Linked DNA regions of Mus musculus: all the other regions are linked to region 1. Evidence: chromatin contacts called from public HiChIP or PLAC-seq and promoter capture Hi-C data. All regions are on one chromosome and are shown on one strand. The core of a region is the stretch at or near the end of the contact, and the rest is flanking DNA. Distances in the headings are between cores, read along the strand shown. Region 1 holds the start of Spr (sepiapterin reductase). Region 2 overlaps Sfxn5 (sideroflexin 5). Region 3 overlaps Exoc6b (exocyst complex component 6B).

What was found. Promoter capture Hi-C pulls out the DNA fragments that hold promoters and counts their contacts. HiChIP or PLAC-seq counts read pairs in DNA pulled down with a chosen protein or histone mark.
Region 2: a contact with region 1 is called in an H3K4me3 HiChIP or PLAC-seq map of embryonic stem cells, with 4 times the contacts expected there. The contact joins the enhancer-like site here to the promoter of Spr in region 1. A contact is called at or near these places in 7 of 39 promoter capture datasets (the 3T3-L1 cell line, cranial neural crest, embryonic stem cells and 3 more), 1 of 15 datasets of contacts at CTCF or cohesin (embryonic stem cells), 1 of 484 Hi-C or Micro-C datasets (embryonic stem cells), 6 of 115 datasets of contacts at active chromatin or transcription factors (embryonic stem cells, pancreatic cancer cells and stem cell-derived neural progenitor cells) and 2 of 9 other capture datasets (adipose tissue and embryonic stem cells).
Region 3: a contact with region 1 is called in a promoter capture Hi-C map of stem cell-derived epiblast-like cells, with 3 times the contacts expected there. The contact joins the enhancer-like site here to the promoter of Spr in region 1. A contact is called at or near these places in 1 of 39 promoter capture datasets (stem cell-derived epiblast-like cells), 1 of 15 datasets of contacts at CTCF or cohesin (the NIH/3T3 cell line), 1 of 484 Hi-C or Micro-C datasets (bone marrow-derived macrophages), 9 of 115 datasets of contacts at active chromatin or transcription factors (T-cell acute lymphoblastic leukemia, embryonic stem cells, epiblast stem cells and 1 more) and 3 of 9 other capture datasets (adipose tissue, embryonic stem cells and liver).

What each region holds. Positions count from the first base shown.
Region 1 is chr6:85,135,249-85,140,169 of GRCm38.p6, forward strand. Spr (sepiapterin reductase) reads right to left here and starts at 2,516. Exons shown (of 3, transcript NM_011467.2): 1 at 2,191-2,516; 2 at 1,575-1,865. The coding sequence starts at 2,497. It overlaps Gm10444 (a long non-coding RNA gene), which reads left to right and starts at 2,686. Exons shown (of 3, transcript XR_001785286.2): 1 at 2,686-3,179; 2 at 4,812-4,921.
Region 2 is chr6:85,290,452-85,295,372 of GRCm38.p6, forward strand. All of the region lies in intron 3 of Sfxn5 (sideroflexin 5), which reads right to left. Among named protein-coding and RNA genes, the nearest start is that of Sfxn5, 41 kb to the right of the region's middle. Within about 2 kb of position 2,995, at least 58 of the 459 cell types and tissues checked have an H3K27ac peak or open chromatin away from gene starts, as enhancers often do. A contact at or near this core is called in adipose tissue and embryonic stem cells, where this site is marked.
Region 3 is chr6:85,000,505-85,005,425 of GRCm38.p6, forward strand. It overlaps Exoc6b (exocyst complex component 6B), which reads right to left. Exons shown (of 22, transcript NM_177077.2): 3 at 4,485-4,532; 4 at 2,691-2,781; 5 at 2,544-2,589. Among named protein-coding and RNA genes, the nearest start is that of Exoc6b, 67 kb to the right of the region's middle. Within about 2 kb of position 2,992, at least 2 of the 459 cell types and tissues checked have an H3K27ac peak or open chromatin away from gene starts, as enhancers often do. A contact at or near this core is called in stem cell-derived epiblast-like cells, where this site is marked.

The DNA of each region.
Region 1 (4,921 bases), core at 1,266-3,765:
GAAAATGTCTCCTGTTTGCTTATGGAATTGTGAAACCTCCCAAAATTTAATGGCGTTTTAGGGGCAGAAAAATCACAAGGCCTGGAAGAGCACTTGGCTAACATTTGGAAGTCCTTCAGCCAGACCCTCCCCTGTTCCTCTCGCTCTCTTGTGTTTTGAGACTCTCTTGGAGCCCGTGCAGGCTCTGACTTGCTGTGTCCTCAGGGCTGGCTTTGAGCTTCTGCTCAGTTCTCAGCTGTTCTGCCTTGCCCCGTTTTATCTCCTTGAGCACCACTGGGCAGAGGCTTGCTCTCTTTCCTAACAGACATCTCCATCTTTGTAACCTGTTAGAAGATTCTTCCAGAGACTGAAATGAGAACTAGGCTGGCCCTGTTGTCTCCAGGCTCAGGGGGAGGTTCTCAGTTCCTCCATGAAAACTGAGGCAGCCTCCAGAGAGCTAACTTAGCTCTGGGCCCTTCTGGAACTGGCTCCCCTCCTGGCTGTGGTTTACACGTGATCGCTGCTGTCTGAAGGCGCCTAGGCTGAGCTCAGAGCAGGTGAGCTGGATATTGGAACAAGAAATATCTTGCATGTGTGCATAGGGCAGGTGCTACATGAGATGAGGAAACATAGTATAGATCAAGAAGTTAGAGGCAAACTTGGATCCTGGTCCTGCCTCCCTCCAGCGTTAGACAGACCATTTTGCCTGTGTCTCCAGAATCCTGTCCTAGTCCAAAGAGGTACAGACAATTGGATCTCACCCCTTAGCTGCTCATTCTATTACATGTTGCTACCTTTTAAGCAGAAATCACAAGTTTAGAAGAAAGGCACAGTGGCATCTTAATAGGCTAGAGGGACAAGACAAGGTCTCAGAAGTCCTCGTACCCTAAATGTCCATAAGAACAGCGGCCCTGTCTTCTCCATGCTAGCACCCTCTGCATTCCACTCAGCGTCCAGCACGGCTCAGCCTGAGGTGCTCACCACTCACCACTATCTCTTTGCTTGTCTTTGAACATTCCATGTGTCCATCCTCCATACAGCTTTATTGGGTGTCGGGCACACATGGAGGAACAGTATGTGTCCCTTGAGGGACAAAAGCAGACAGCTGAACATATAAAGGCATTTTGTTTTTTTCAGTTTTAGTCTTAATGCATTTTATGTGTCTGGATGTTTATCCCACCTGCTAATCGGACAAGTCCTGAGGCTGAGTACCTCGGCCCCTGACTGCTCCAACGTCTTGGGAGTCTGTATTTTTCTTACGAAGTGAGGAGTCATTACCAGAGGTAGTAGGGGCCCGATAGTCTTTGGATTCTTTGTGTGTGTGTGTGTGTCACATTTTTTAAATTTATTTTTTATTAGATATTTTCTTTATACACATTTCAAATGCTATCCCGAAAGTTCCCTATACCCTCCCTCCGCCCTGCTCCCCTACCCACCCACTCCTGCTTCTTGGCCCTGGCATTCCCCTATACTGGGGCATATAAGGTGTCTTTGGATTCTTTATGGAGAATATAGATCAGGTTCCCCTCCTTGCCTAGCCCCCAGAAAGGTACCAGCTAAGTCTAGGGACAGCACTGTCAGGAGCACCCACCTACCTGGAGCATAGCTCAGCACCCGCACACTCGGTTCCTCAGCAGCCAGGACCTGGTAGAGCATGTCTCGGGCAGCCTTCCCCGCACAGTACAGACCCCAGCCTTTGTAGGGCTGCAGGGCACACAGAGATGAGATGTTAACCACAGTCTTGCTCAGGCCAGGGCTATCCTGGAAGGCATTCAAGGTGCCGGAAGTCAAACAGAGCATGGAGGTCAGGTTCAGAGCCCAGTAGTTGTTCACCTCAGCTAGGTCATTCACGTTGAGGAAGCCTTTGGAAACATCCCCAAGAGTGGCTGAAAAAAAAAAAAAACGGGACCAAAGAAATGACACAACTGGGGCACTCTTCTCCCTCAGCCTTCCACAGTTCCTCCTCATAGGCTATCTCTCTGCCCCAGCTCTGCAGACACCCCTAATGCAAGCAAAGAATACTGTAGTAAAGCAGAGTGATTTGTTCAAAAAGTCTTGACTCACACATCCGCCAGGAGGCACTGTCGCCCCGTAGTGACACTGATACACCCTCCCTCCTCTTGGACTTTGGACTTTTAGGGACTTGCCCTTCACCTACCCAAAAGCCTATGAGGTAAGAGCTCGCAGCCGGGGTCTGGACGGGACTCTCACCTGCGTTGTTGATGAGCAGCAGGCGCTGCAGCCCCTCGGGCCTCGGGAGCTCGCGTACTGCGCTCAGCAACCGCTGCACGCCAGCCTCGGTGCCCAGATCGGCGGCTGCCAGCACCACTTTCAGGTCAGGCTGCTGAGCGCCCAGCTCCTCCTTCAGTTGCCGCAGCATCGACTCACTGCGTGCGCTTACGAGCATCACGGAACCGGGAGACAGCAACCGGGCCAGCTGCGGGGCCAGGGCGCGACCAAAGCCCCGGGAGGCCCCGGTCAACACGCACACAGCGCAGCCCAGCCCGCCTGCCTCCATGCCTGGAACTCAGACTCATGCGCAGCTACTGAACCAGGACGGGGCGGAGCCTATTCTTGGCTTGGGACGGCGGAAGTTCGGGCCAGAATCCACTGGTGTTTGGGCGGGGGAAAAAAAAGCCAGGCAGCCGGGCCTCGGCAGGAAATCCTAATCCCCTTCCCAGCGCTTCCGGGTTCCCCTTGAGCGCCACTCCCACAAACTCAGCCCCTTTCTGAGAGGCGCGTTCTCAATTTCCACCCTGTTCCAGGATCAGCTTCCTCCTCCAGGGTTAAGGTTTGTCTTTATCCATACAGGACATACCAGTTAGAGACCAGTGACAGCCTTGGATGAAGTGTGTAGAGCTTGTGGTCCCTTTGCACTCTGATTAACAGAAGCCTTCTCTGGAAAAGCACAGCAGCTTCCCCAGGAGGTGCTAGGCAGACAGAACCAGAAAATGAAGAGCACACACAGGGGAAGAGAAAGGCTGAGAATCACAACAATCTCACGAACAAGACTCATCACCGTCAGTGAAAACGCTTGGTTCCTTGGGACCTGTGTACTTATCCTTCAACCTGCGTCATGCACTCTAGAAACAACTTCATAATCTCAAATGGGAAAGAAAAATATCCCAGCTCTCTGGAGATGTCTGAGGAGGACAGCAGAGAAAGACATAGAGATTGCTTTGATCCATTTTTAGTCTGAGGTGAGCTAGAGTCCATCGGAATTACAGGCAGGCAGGCCAGCGGCTAGCTCCTCTTTGTTTCAGAAAGTTCAAGTGGTAGGACTAGTCACTTAGCCTGGTCAGATTGGGAAACCAGCAATCAGTAGGGGCCATTCTCAAGTTCCAATTTTTTTTTTTTAAATTGAATGAGGCTTTTGTCCTAGGCCAACGAAATAGGGGACCTAGAGCGATGCAAATCCTGTAGGCCTATATGAGAAGAGAGCCGGAATGTCTCTCTATAGGTTTTTAAAAAACACTGTCTTGTGCCAAATCAACACGTCATTAATGCCTTTTCTCTATGCCAAAGTTCCCTTTCAGCAGAACTGTATATTTAAAACTACTTACTTACCACTAATCTATTGGATTTGTTATCTTATTTCCAAAGTAGTTGAAGGATCTTCAACAGACATAGTGAGTTCAAGGCCATCATGCTGAGTTTGAACCCCAGAACCGACATTAAAAACACTAAGTGTGACCAGGCAATGGTGGTGCTCCTAGCACACAGGAGGTAGAGGCAGAGGCAGGAGGATTTCTGTAAGTTTGCATCAGCCTGGTTTACAAAGCCAGTTCTAGGACAGACAGCCAGGGCTACACAATGAAACCCTTTCTGAGCCACGTGGCTGCAATGAAACCTTTAATCCCAGCAGTCTGGATACAGCAGTAGGAGACTCCGAGCTTGAGGCCAGTCTGGTCTACAGAGTGAGTTCCAGGCCAGGCAGGGCTACACAATGAGAAACGCTGTCTCAAAAACAAAAAACAAAATTAAAAAACAAAAAACAAAAGCAAAACTTTTTGAAAGATGGACAGGCATAAAGAACTATACACATTGTCCTCTGGCCTCCACCTCCAACTCATCCACTGACAAAGGAATAAGCACACACAGACATACAGACAAAGCCAGGAAAAGAAGAATTTTTTTAAACCAAAGTAAGCATACAGGGTCCTGTTTACATCTCTCCTTTAAAAAAAATCATTTATTTATTTAATGTATGTGAGTACACTGTCCCTTTCTTCAGACATACCAGAAGAGGGTATCAGATCCCATTACAGATGGCTATGAGCCACCATGTGGTTGCTGGGAATTGAACTCAGGACCTCTGGAAGAGCAGTCAGTGCTCTTAACCGCTGAGCCATCTCTTCAGGCCTTATATCTCTTTTTTTTTAAGTATCTTTTTAACATCTTTTTATTTGTTTGTTTGTTTGTTTTTTATGTATATGGGTTTTAGCCTGCATGTATGTCTGTGCACGACATGTGTGCAATGCAAAGTGGTGGCCAGAAGAGGGCCTCTGCTTCCCCAGGGACTGCAGACACAGTCTGCTATGTGGCTAGTGGGAATTAAAACCAATCCTCTTGAGGAGTAGCCTGCTGTTCTTAACTACTCCCATATCTCTCCAGCCCCAGTTTCATCTTTTAAACAATAAAACAAAATGGTAGAGTTTGGTGATGCTGCTTGTAATTTCAGTAATTTCAGGAGGATCAAAACAAAACAATATAACAAAAAGCCCATTTAACAATGTGATTTTACTTCCAATATATAAGAAAGATGCAATGATTAAGGGGTGGGGGGTTGTTAATGTTAGAAATTGATACACATGGCCTTCTTTTTGCCCCAGTGCAGGGCCATCTGCCTTGGCTTCTCTGAGGTGCCTGGTCCCATGCTGCATGGAAGTGAGACATCCAGGTGACCCACAGGGTTGACAAAGCTGGGATCTCATTGCCAGGC
Region 2 (4,921 bases), core at 1,745-4,244, 160 kb after region 1:
TATCTTCTGAGACAGTATCTTCTGAGACAGTATCTTCTGAGACAGTATCTTCTGTACTATACCATGTTCCTCAAACTCCTGATTTTCCTGTCCCTACCTCCCAAGGCCTGGAGGCAGAGGTGGGCACTTTGATAACACAAGCTTTATTTTTGAAGATTTATTTATTTTTATTTATATGAGTACACTCTAGCTGTCTTCGGACACATACCAGAAGAGTGCATCAGATCCCATTACAGATGGTTGTGAGCCACCATGTGATTGCTGGGAATTGAACTCAAGACTGCTAGAAGAGCAGTCAGTGCTCTTAACCTCTGAGCCATCTCTCCAGCCCAACATACACTTTTCAAATAAAGAACACATGACTAGTGAACATCAACACTGTAGAAAGCAGTGGCCTATGATCCCAGCAACTCAGGAGGATCAGGAGTTTGACACCAGCCTCGGATACTTGAGACCTTATTTTAAAACACTGATATTTGAAATATCTAAATGGAAAAGATTCTTTCTCAGTGAGCCTGGGTACACACAGAGGCTGGAAGAATTTGGAGGGAGCAGGACAAATCAGGAACTAAAGAGAATTTTGAAATCCTTGCAGTATCTTCAGAGAGAGACACAGGGTGCTGCAAGAAAAAGGGGAGGGGACAGACGAGCTCTACCACTTCCTGGAAGGGAAGCTGGCTACCAAATTGCCTGCCTTTCTCCCTTTTCCCATTTCTTCCTTTTTTCTTAATCTTTTTCTTTCAACCTTCCTTCTTAAAAAAAAAAGATTTTCTTTATTTTTATTTATGGGTATACTACGTATACATTTGCAGGGGGTTTTGTGTTGTGCACATGTGTGCAGGTCTCTACAGTGGCCAGAAGAGGGCGCCAGCTCCCTTGGTACTGCTGTTATAAGCCACTGTGCGCTTCCCAGTAATAAGTGCTGAGAATCAAACTCTGATCCTCTGTAGGAGCCGGGGGTACTGTTAACTGCGAGTCACTATCCCTACCCCAAGCTTTGTTTTGCTTTGCAAGACAGAGTCTTAAGTATCCCAGGCTGCTCTCAAACTCTCCACAGAGCCGAGGACGGCCTTGTAATCCTGACCCTCTCGGCTCCCCCTCCTGAATGCCAATCACATTTTTTTTTATGCAGTGCTTCCTGCATAGAAGTTACATTCCAACTGAGCTATGTCCCCAAACAACGCTTCTGCTCACAGGAGGCCAGGGGTCAATCTCAGTGTGTGCAAACACTTCATACCTTAGTGACTTACCTGAGTCATACTCAGCTAGACTGGCTGTCCAGTGGGATGGAAGGACGCTCTTATCTCTCCATCCCCAACGCAGGGAACCGAGATGCATGCCACCCTCTATGCCCGGCTTGCACACGGCTGCCAGGGATCGAACTCAGATTGCGTGGCAAGCACTTCACTGAATGAGCCTTCTCCCAAAAACTTTGCTATTTTTATGCTTCTAGAATACTGTTTCTTGTTCACATATTGCCATTTCAAAAATAATTGTGTGTGTGTGTGCACACACACGCACGTGTAAGGCAGGGCTGGCTGTAAAGAGCAACAACACTTTCGCAGCATGCTCAAGACCCTGGACACACACTGTAGATCAGTGGTTCTCAACCTTCCTTAAGCTACAACCCTTAAATACAGTTTCTCGTGTTGTGGTGAGCCCCAACCATAAAATCATTTCATTGCTACTTCAATAATATAATTTTGAATTACTGTTTTGAATTATAATGGAAATATCTGACATGTGCCCCCTGTAAAAGGGTCATCTGATCCCCAAAGGGGTATCCATCCACAGGTGGAGAACCACCACTATAGTTTAATCTACTGGTTGATTAATATAATAAAGGCAACCACACTGCGTACTTAAAACGTTTGATGAGCTGGGCTTAGTGGCACACACCTTTAATCCCAGCACTCAGGAGGTAGAGGCAGGTGGATCTCTGTGTGTTTGTGGCCAGCCTGTTCATAATGAGTTCTAGGACAGCTAGGGCATCATAGTGAATAATGAGAACCTGTCTCAAAAAGAAAAAAAAAAAAGAGTTTTTGTTTTTGTGTTTTGGTTTGTAACAGGATGAATGCACAGCATCCAGGTCCTCCATTAGCCCCTTGGTGTGTGGAGGATGAAATGTCCCAGCAAGATCCCCATAGCTAGAGGGCAGCAACTGGTGGTGGCTGAGCGCAAGGGTCTGTGTGACTGAGCTCCTGTGGCAGGCGACAAGTGACCTGCACAGCCATTCCCTACCCTTGTACCTTCTGTTTCTTCCTGTGTCAGGATCAGGCGGGGGCTGCACCACAGCCTTGCTGATGCTAACAGGACACCACCAAGGGAGAGCAGAGCCAGCCAAACACACATTTCTCCCCTTCTCATCGGGTACTTTATCTCTACTGGAAGCCATGTGACCGTTACACAGGGGCTGGCCCTTTGGCCCTGGGGCAGCCACCATCTTTCCTTGTCCTGGTTAAATTCCCACGCACCTTTGACTCTTACTTTTTTTTCCCTTTATGTTAAAGCACACCTGTAGCCCCAGCCTTCGGAGGCTGAGACAGGAGAAGCATGAATCCCAGGACAACCTACGCCGTACAGCAAGTGCCAGCCCGGCCTGGGCTGCAGGGAGAGAAACTGCCTCAAAAAAATTAACCAGAGTAGAGCATGGCGGCACATGCTTACATCATCCTAAACTCAGGAGCTAGAGGAGAAAAGATCATATGTTCAAGCCACTCCCAGCTACACAGTGAATTTGAGGCTATCCTGGGCTACAAGAAATCCTGTCTCAAATAACAATAAGGAGGTGGAGCCCATGCTCCCTTCCTGCCAAGTCTACCAGACCAGGCCCAACTCAGAAAGGAAGAGGTTCGAGGCACTGAGGTTCCAGTGTCTGGCTGAGCGTTGCCCCGTGACCTGCTGGACCAACGAGTTAACTGTTGGGTTCAGAAAAGGCAGCAAGTACTGCCCACAGTGAAAAAGTTCAAGTTCCACAAGCCACTTGTGCAAGCAGGTCACCGAGAGTCACCCTGGGACCTACAACCATGCATGGAAGGCCAGCTGAGCCACAGTGGCTAGCCACCATATGGAGAGTGCAGGCCAGGATCCCTGGCATCCTCACAGAAGCACACAGAGGCACCTCCACTCTGAGCTGCAGCCCCAGGTTGAGAGCTGACCTTCTTTGTCCTCAGCCCAACATCCAGGGCACTTCTGGCTGAACACGGAGCTGTGCAGCCCTGACCCGGTGGGAATGACTGGCTTTAGTAATGGATCTGAGAGCTGAGACTCTGTTTGGCTCACTTGGAGAATGGGGACAAAGGGCAGTGTGGGGAAGCCATCTGGGTAACTGCTAGAACACACAGATTTCACTGATTTAAGAGGTGGCCATTGTCTCAGCTGAACCTGCCTCCACGGAGACTAAGGGAGGGGCAGGCTGGGGTCCCACGTGGGGCTAGGAGGCAGGACACACCCCAGCACCCCGAGGGAGAACAACAGCCCCACCCCCAGTCTGGCTCACTCACTTCCCCTCTGTCTCCTAGCAAGCTGCTTCTTTAAACCTCCTAAGGCAGCAAAGACAGAGCCTATTTAAAACAACCTCCAGAAGGTAATTAAACAGAGCCTGAAGGGGACCCTTCTGTACGGGAAGGACGCCTCCATTCAACAAACAAAAAACTTCCTAATTGATCAGTTGAGCCTATTGCGTTATAGCGCACCATTAATTGTGTTGCCATGGTAACTCCAGGTACCATGTACCTATACAAGCCTATGTGGGGTGCAGGGAGCCCCCAATTCTACAGACACAGGAAAGAAGAGGGATGTCCTGCCTGCTTCTGTGGTACTGTGTCAGCAGCTGTGGCTTCATTATGCAAGAAACTTCTCTCTAGGTAGAGGTCAGGCCCCGCAGAGGAGCCCAGGTTTGATTTCAAATCCCCCATTAGTTCACTAGGAGAAGGGAGATTCTTCACTTAGTCTTTCTGAGCCTCCAATATCTCTTTTGTAGTATGAAGATAGGGATATTTGCTTTCAAGCCTATTATAAAAGAATTCACTTAGTGAACAAATGTTTATTAAGCACCTACTTTGTATTAAGTACTAACGATACCTCAATGCAAAGCAATTAGGTAGTTCAGTTGGTAGATCGCTGTTTTAGCAGGTCTGAAATCCTGGGTTGCACGTCAGCATCACAGAAGCCAGGCCTATAATCCCAGCACTCTGGAGGTGGAGGCAGGAGGGTCAAGAGTTCAAAGTCATCCTCAGCTTCATAGTGATTTGGAAGCCAGCCTGGAACACATGAGACTTGAGGTCCAGCAGCTTTCTCCAAACAAAAGCATTCCTTCCAGAAGGGAGAGGAGATGATGAGACCCCGAAGGTAGACAAAAAGTCACATATCTGGGAAAGCAGAAACTTGGAAGATTCTGGAAGGTGTTTTCCAAGGCTATCGAAGCAGACTATAGCTGCTGAGGGTGGAGACTGACCGTCCAAGATGAGAGAGATGCTAGACTGTAGAGCTCCTGCAGGCCACACGCCATTCATTGGTGTGGCAGCCATTTAAGAAGGCAACCCTCTGTGGAGAAGCTATCATCTATCCATGAACAGAAGAGCAAGCAAGGCCACAGGACACACGACCTCGGATGGCTTAGATAACTAAGGGCACACACAGGATATCCAGGTGGCTTGTGATATCAGCGACGGCTGCAGTGATCAGCACCAGCTTCTGGGTTTTGGTCCGCACACCTGCCAAAGGACCATAGAGTGGACAGAGCACCGGTGCAGAGACCAAAACTACTGTGCACTCAAGGTCCAAGAGTCTGTGGGCCTCTTCAGATGCCCCAGACATGATGCGTGAGCAGGGCCAGCCCTGAGTTAGGACCTGGGGAGCTCCTGAATTTCACACAGCTGTGGTAAAGCCAATATGCCATCTCTGTCCTCTCTATCCACTG
Region 3 (4,921 bases), core at 1,742-4,241, 130 kb before region 1:
GAAGAGCATTATTAACAAAGATATGTTAGAAAACACAAAAGTCAATAGTATAAACAATATTTACAGCTCAAGAAGGCCTCCAGCCATGAAAGCTTAACAAGGAACAGACATGATGCAACACTTTATAACCAAGTAGGTTCTGTCTAATACCTAGACAACTGTCTTCAGCCATCGAGCAGCAGGCAGCAGACAACTGTGAACTCCAAAGGAAGAAAACAAACAAGGTGGGATATCTACCTGAAGGTGATTGCTACATCATGGTCACAGTCAGCAAAAAGTCTCAGAGTCCAAAGATTTGCTGACCTAAGGCATCAAATAGTAGACCAAAAAGGGGAAACCTGCATAGGGCTTGCCTGGAGTCTTTGCTGAGTACTAGACCAGACAGGGGTATGTGAGGTAAGGAAATGGGGAGAGAAGCACTGGAGGAGAGAAGTGGGGGGAAAGAGAAGAGAAGAGGACAGAGTGACAGGAGGTATGAGATGAACACTTAGGGAGGTCAGAAAAAAAAAAAAAAAAAAAACAAGAGAAATGTCCTAACCCTAAACAGCCAAACAGCACGGTTCATAAGAACCACTGAGCCATCCAGACCAGATTAAATAGTCTCTAAAACTGATGCTACTTGGCCTGGCAGAGCTACTACTGCTGCTGCTGCTGCTGCTGCTGCTGCTGCTGCTGCTGCTGCTGCTGCTGCTGCTGCTGCTGCTGTTGTAGAATGTCTCACCTTGCATCCCCAGCTGGCCTGGAACTCACTACAGAGATAAGACTGGCCTCAAGCTCACAAAGATCCACCTTCCTCTGCTTCCTAAGGGTTTAAAGGCATAAGCTATCATAGCTGGCCCTAGCAGAGCCTTAAAATAGGGGTGGGTCTGGAAGTATCAGATCTGCAAATCACTGCTTCCCAAGAGAACTTAGTGAGTACATTTTCCATAGAAAAATTTACAAGCATCCATAACTTTATTCATCATACTTAAAAAGTGAAAATGACCCCACTGCTCATCAAATGATGAAAAAAATAAAATGTAGTCATCCACCCAGTGGAGAAGCACCCGCACAAAAAGAGTGAAGTACTGATTCACACCAAAGCATGGCTAAATCCTAAAAACACTGTAAAAGGGAGAAGTCAAACATAAAGGGGCACAAACTGTGTGGCCCCATTTATATGATAGTCACAATAGGCAAACATATGGCTAAATGGACATGGTGGCTGTGCAGACTAAGGGAAAGAACAAGGGGAGCAGGCTTCTGTTCTAGATCACTGACATGCTCTGCAGAGGAGCCGTGAGGACACCCTTTTGAAGACAACACTAAACTGTATACATAAAATGGTGGATGTGACAGTATAGAAAATAACAACAATTATTTACATAAACTATTTCAGAAATGCCATATTTCTTAAAGAATTTACAACTATCATTTTAATTCAAAAAGGCATAGTAAAGAATTAGGATCTAAAGTGTCAGAATCACTTAAAATATACAAATAAATGAAGAATTTTTTGAATCTTACTTTTAAAACATTTTTATGTGAAAGTTTTTATCAAAAATGAAACTGTATTATAGGTACTATGCCATATTCTGATACAAGAGTAATTACAATAATAACACTAAGGGAGGGATGGTAAAACAGAGGTATAGTTTTAAATTTTTAATTGATGAAAAATTATATATGTATATGCGGTACAGTGAGATAATTTCATATAATTATCAATTAATAATTATAATAATTAAATCTATAAAGCATTTCAATTTGAATAGAAACTACTACTACAAAAATCTTGCTTATACATGATTTGCCATAATTATTTTAAGATCCAATATTAGTTAAAGATTATTGTAAGCTTAGAAGCAAGCATTTCAAGGAAATATAGAGGTGTGGATTATAAGACACTAGTGAAAACAAGATAAGACTCTTAAAATCTAGTTAACTAACTGATTGAGAGGAAAGCAGATACACAGAGAAAGATCAAGTAACAGTGAGAACAAATGGAAAATGAATTACTAAAAGCCATACAAAGATAACTGTGTCGGGCATAAAAAATCTAAAGAGCTCAACTAAATTCCAGATTGTACACATGACCTTTTAAAAAAAAAAAAAAAAAAAAACAGCAAAATCAAGCCATGCATATTGACAATCTCTTATCTCCAAAATAGAAAAAAAAAAAAAAAAGGCAATAAAATAACATGCCCGCACTCCTTAAACCTGAAGAGGTTATGGGAGTAAAGGAAAGACTTGAGACAGCTCAACACGCAAGGAGGACACTAGAGAGGACAGTGGTTGAGCGTACTTGCTCTCACAGAAGACCCAAGTTCAGACCCCAGCACCTACATCAGACAACACACAAATGCCTGTAACTACAGCTCCAGGGGATCCAATGCCCTCTTCTGGCCTCTGTGGGTATCCACACACATGTAGTAAAAACACAGACGTGTACACACACACACACACACACACACACACACAAATAAATAATAAAATAAATCTCTTTTTTAAGTATTGTAAATAAAAGAAAATTTTGGTAATAAAGACCAATTTAAAAATCTTACCTTTTGGTTTTCATCTGGTCCCTCAGTTTGCTGTACATCTCTAGGACTTGAAAGAGAAAACAGATGACACATGCATCATTAAACAAAATAAACTAACTCAGCTAAAGGAATTACGTCAAGAATTCCACTCCATTAGCTGTTCCTCACCTGGAAGACACAGCATTAGCTTATCGACAGTGGCAGAAATATTTCTCTGTTGTAGTCGACACTGCTTCAGCTCCTCCATTGCTATTACCAGCTTGGCAAAAGGGGGGAAAACAGAATTATGCCAAGAACTGTAAATAAACATTTTCAGTTACATTTTTCCCATTCTGCATTCAATTCATCCAAGAATCCCAGTTCCCTAGTAATAATCTACCATGTAAGCTAAGAACTGCCCTCCTCAATCAGTATAGCACTCCTACATAGCTTCCTGCTTTCCCACCACACTGCATATGCATCTAAAAAGGGCTATTTAAAATGAATCCTAAAGAACAAAGGCTATGGGGAGTCAGGACGGTTGCCCATTTCTCCAAACCCTACCAGACTCCATGATTTACATTTCCTTGTGCCCGCTGGGCTCCTAGAGGGAGGCAGTTCTTATCTTTAAGAGGTTCCATTTTAACAAACAAGCTACCCACTTAAAAGATACAATCTTGTATAAGATCCAGTTTACTGGACATTGATTTACTCTTTCTCACAGTCATCTCAAAATGTAACAAACTACATCTGTAGAATATGGACTGTGCAAAATGAAAAACAATTTCTATATCTGCTTTCAGGATCCGCCACACACACACAGATACACAGACACACAGACAGACAGACACACACACATACACACCCCTAAAAATTATATCCCTTAAATATGTGAAAAGAATAAAGAGAATGAAGGTGAATGACACAGAAGAGGAATGTACTTCAAGTCAGAAAAGGTTGACCTCAGCCTTGTGGATTATTATAAAATTTCAAATCATCTGTTCTTGTTTCCCCATCAATGAAGTAGGGGAAATAGCAGTCCTGGCTTTGGATTAAGTAATTAAATGGATATAAACTATAAGTGCAAATTGTAAAGGTGTAAATGATGAGTTTGTCAATTAACAGAATTGATTATGCTTTTTTTTTAAAGAAACAGTTGTTGCGCACTCACTTTGTAACATTTGTTGTTTAGAAAGTCAGAAGAGATGCACAATTAAGAAAACAAGCAAACCTGCTACTAAAGTAGAGCTAATTCTAATGGAGGAAGACAAACAAAAACAACTACATGAGTAAAAAATATGGACCGAAAGTACAGTAGCACAGTGGAGAAAAACAAAAAGAACGCAGGGAATGAGGGTAAGACTGCAGTTTCCAACAAGGTCCTCAGGAAAGATCCTACCTACTAGGTAATATATGAACTACTAGGTAATATATGAACTACTAGGTAATATGTAAATATGTGCCTGTAACCCCAGGACTCTTGAGACTGAGACAGGAAGATTCTTATAAGTTCATGAGTTCTAGGCTACATAGTCATACCCTGTTCAAAAAAAAATCCTGATATTTGGCATATTATTAGACATAAAATAAGTAAAATCATTCTACAAAAGAAGGTGGGGGTAATATAAGGCAGGTACAGCGGCATACTCCCAGTAATCACAAATGAGAAAGTGGAAATCAGTTCAAATCAGGCTTAGGCTACCTGGGATCCTGACTGAAAACGGAAGAACCACAAGAGTGGAGGTCTGAGCCAGGTGAAGATGGAGGAGGAACATTCCAGCAGGTATGGCAGACTACTCAATGATTCTTTTTTTAAACACAGCCAAGAAGGGCTGCATTCATTTTATTCAGGTAGACATTACAATTAGTAACAACTGCACCCAAGTACTTCCAACACACTGCTTATATTCTGTAAGTCCCAAAGTGAAGAACAGCCCTCAGCACGAAACAGAAAAGACGTTGTAGAAGGTAAAGTGGCCTTACTTCCTTGCCCTCGTGCTGCAGTTTCCTATTAGTGTCCGTCACCTGGTTCTGTGGAGAGAAGACAATTTAAACTCATAAAAAACAAACGCTTAGACAACAGTTGGATAAAGATCAAAATGTAATATAAGAAGACTGGGGTTAGGTCTCTAGGTGCTTTCTGCATTCCAGCACATGGGGGTCCAGCTGCTCGCTCTACAACTTAAACCCTTACCAACCTCTCTACTAGGCATCCCATGACCTTTGGCAAAAGGAAAAGCAAAGCTTTAGGACGTACTTTAGATAGTGCATTCCTAAGTAAGATATTATCATAGCCTCGATCACAGTCTAACTCTGAGAAAAAAGAGGGAAAAACTACAAAACAAGAAAAACAAAAGGAGAAAGAAATAAAATGGAAAATAATCCAAAGAGCTTTACTATCTGTGCAATGTCTAGAACAC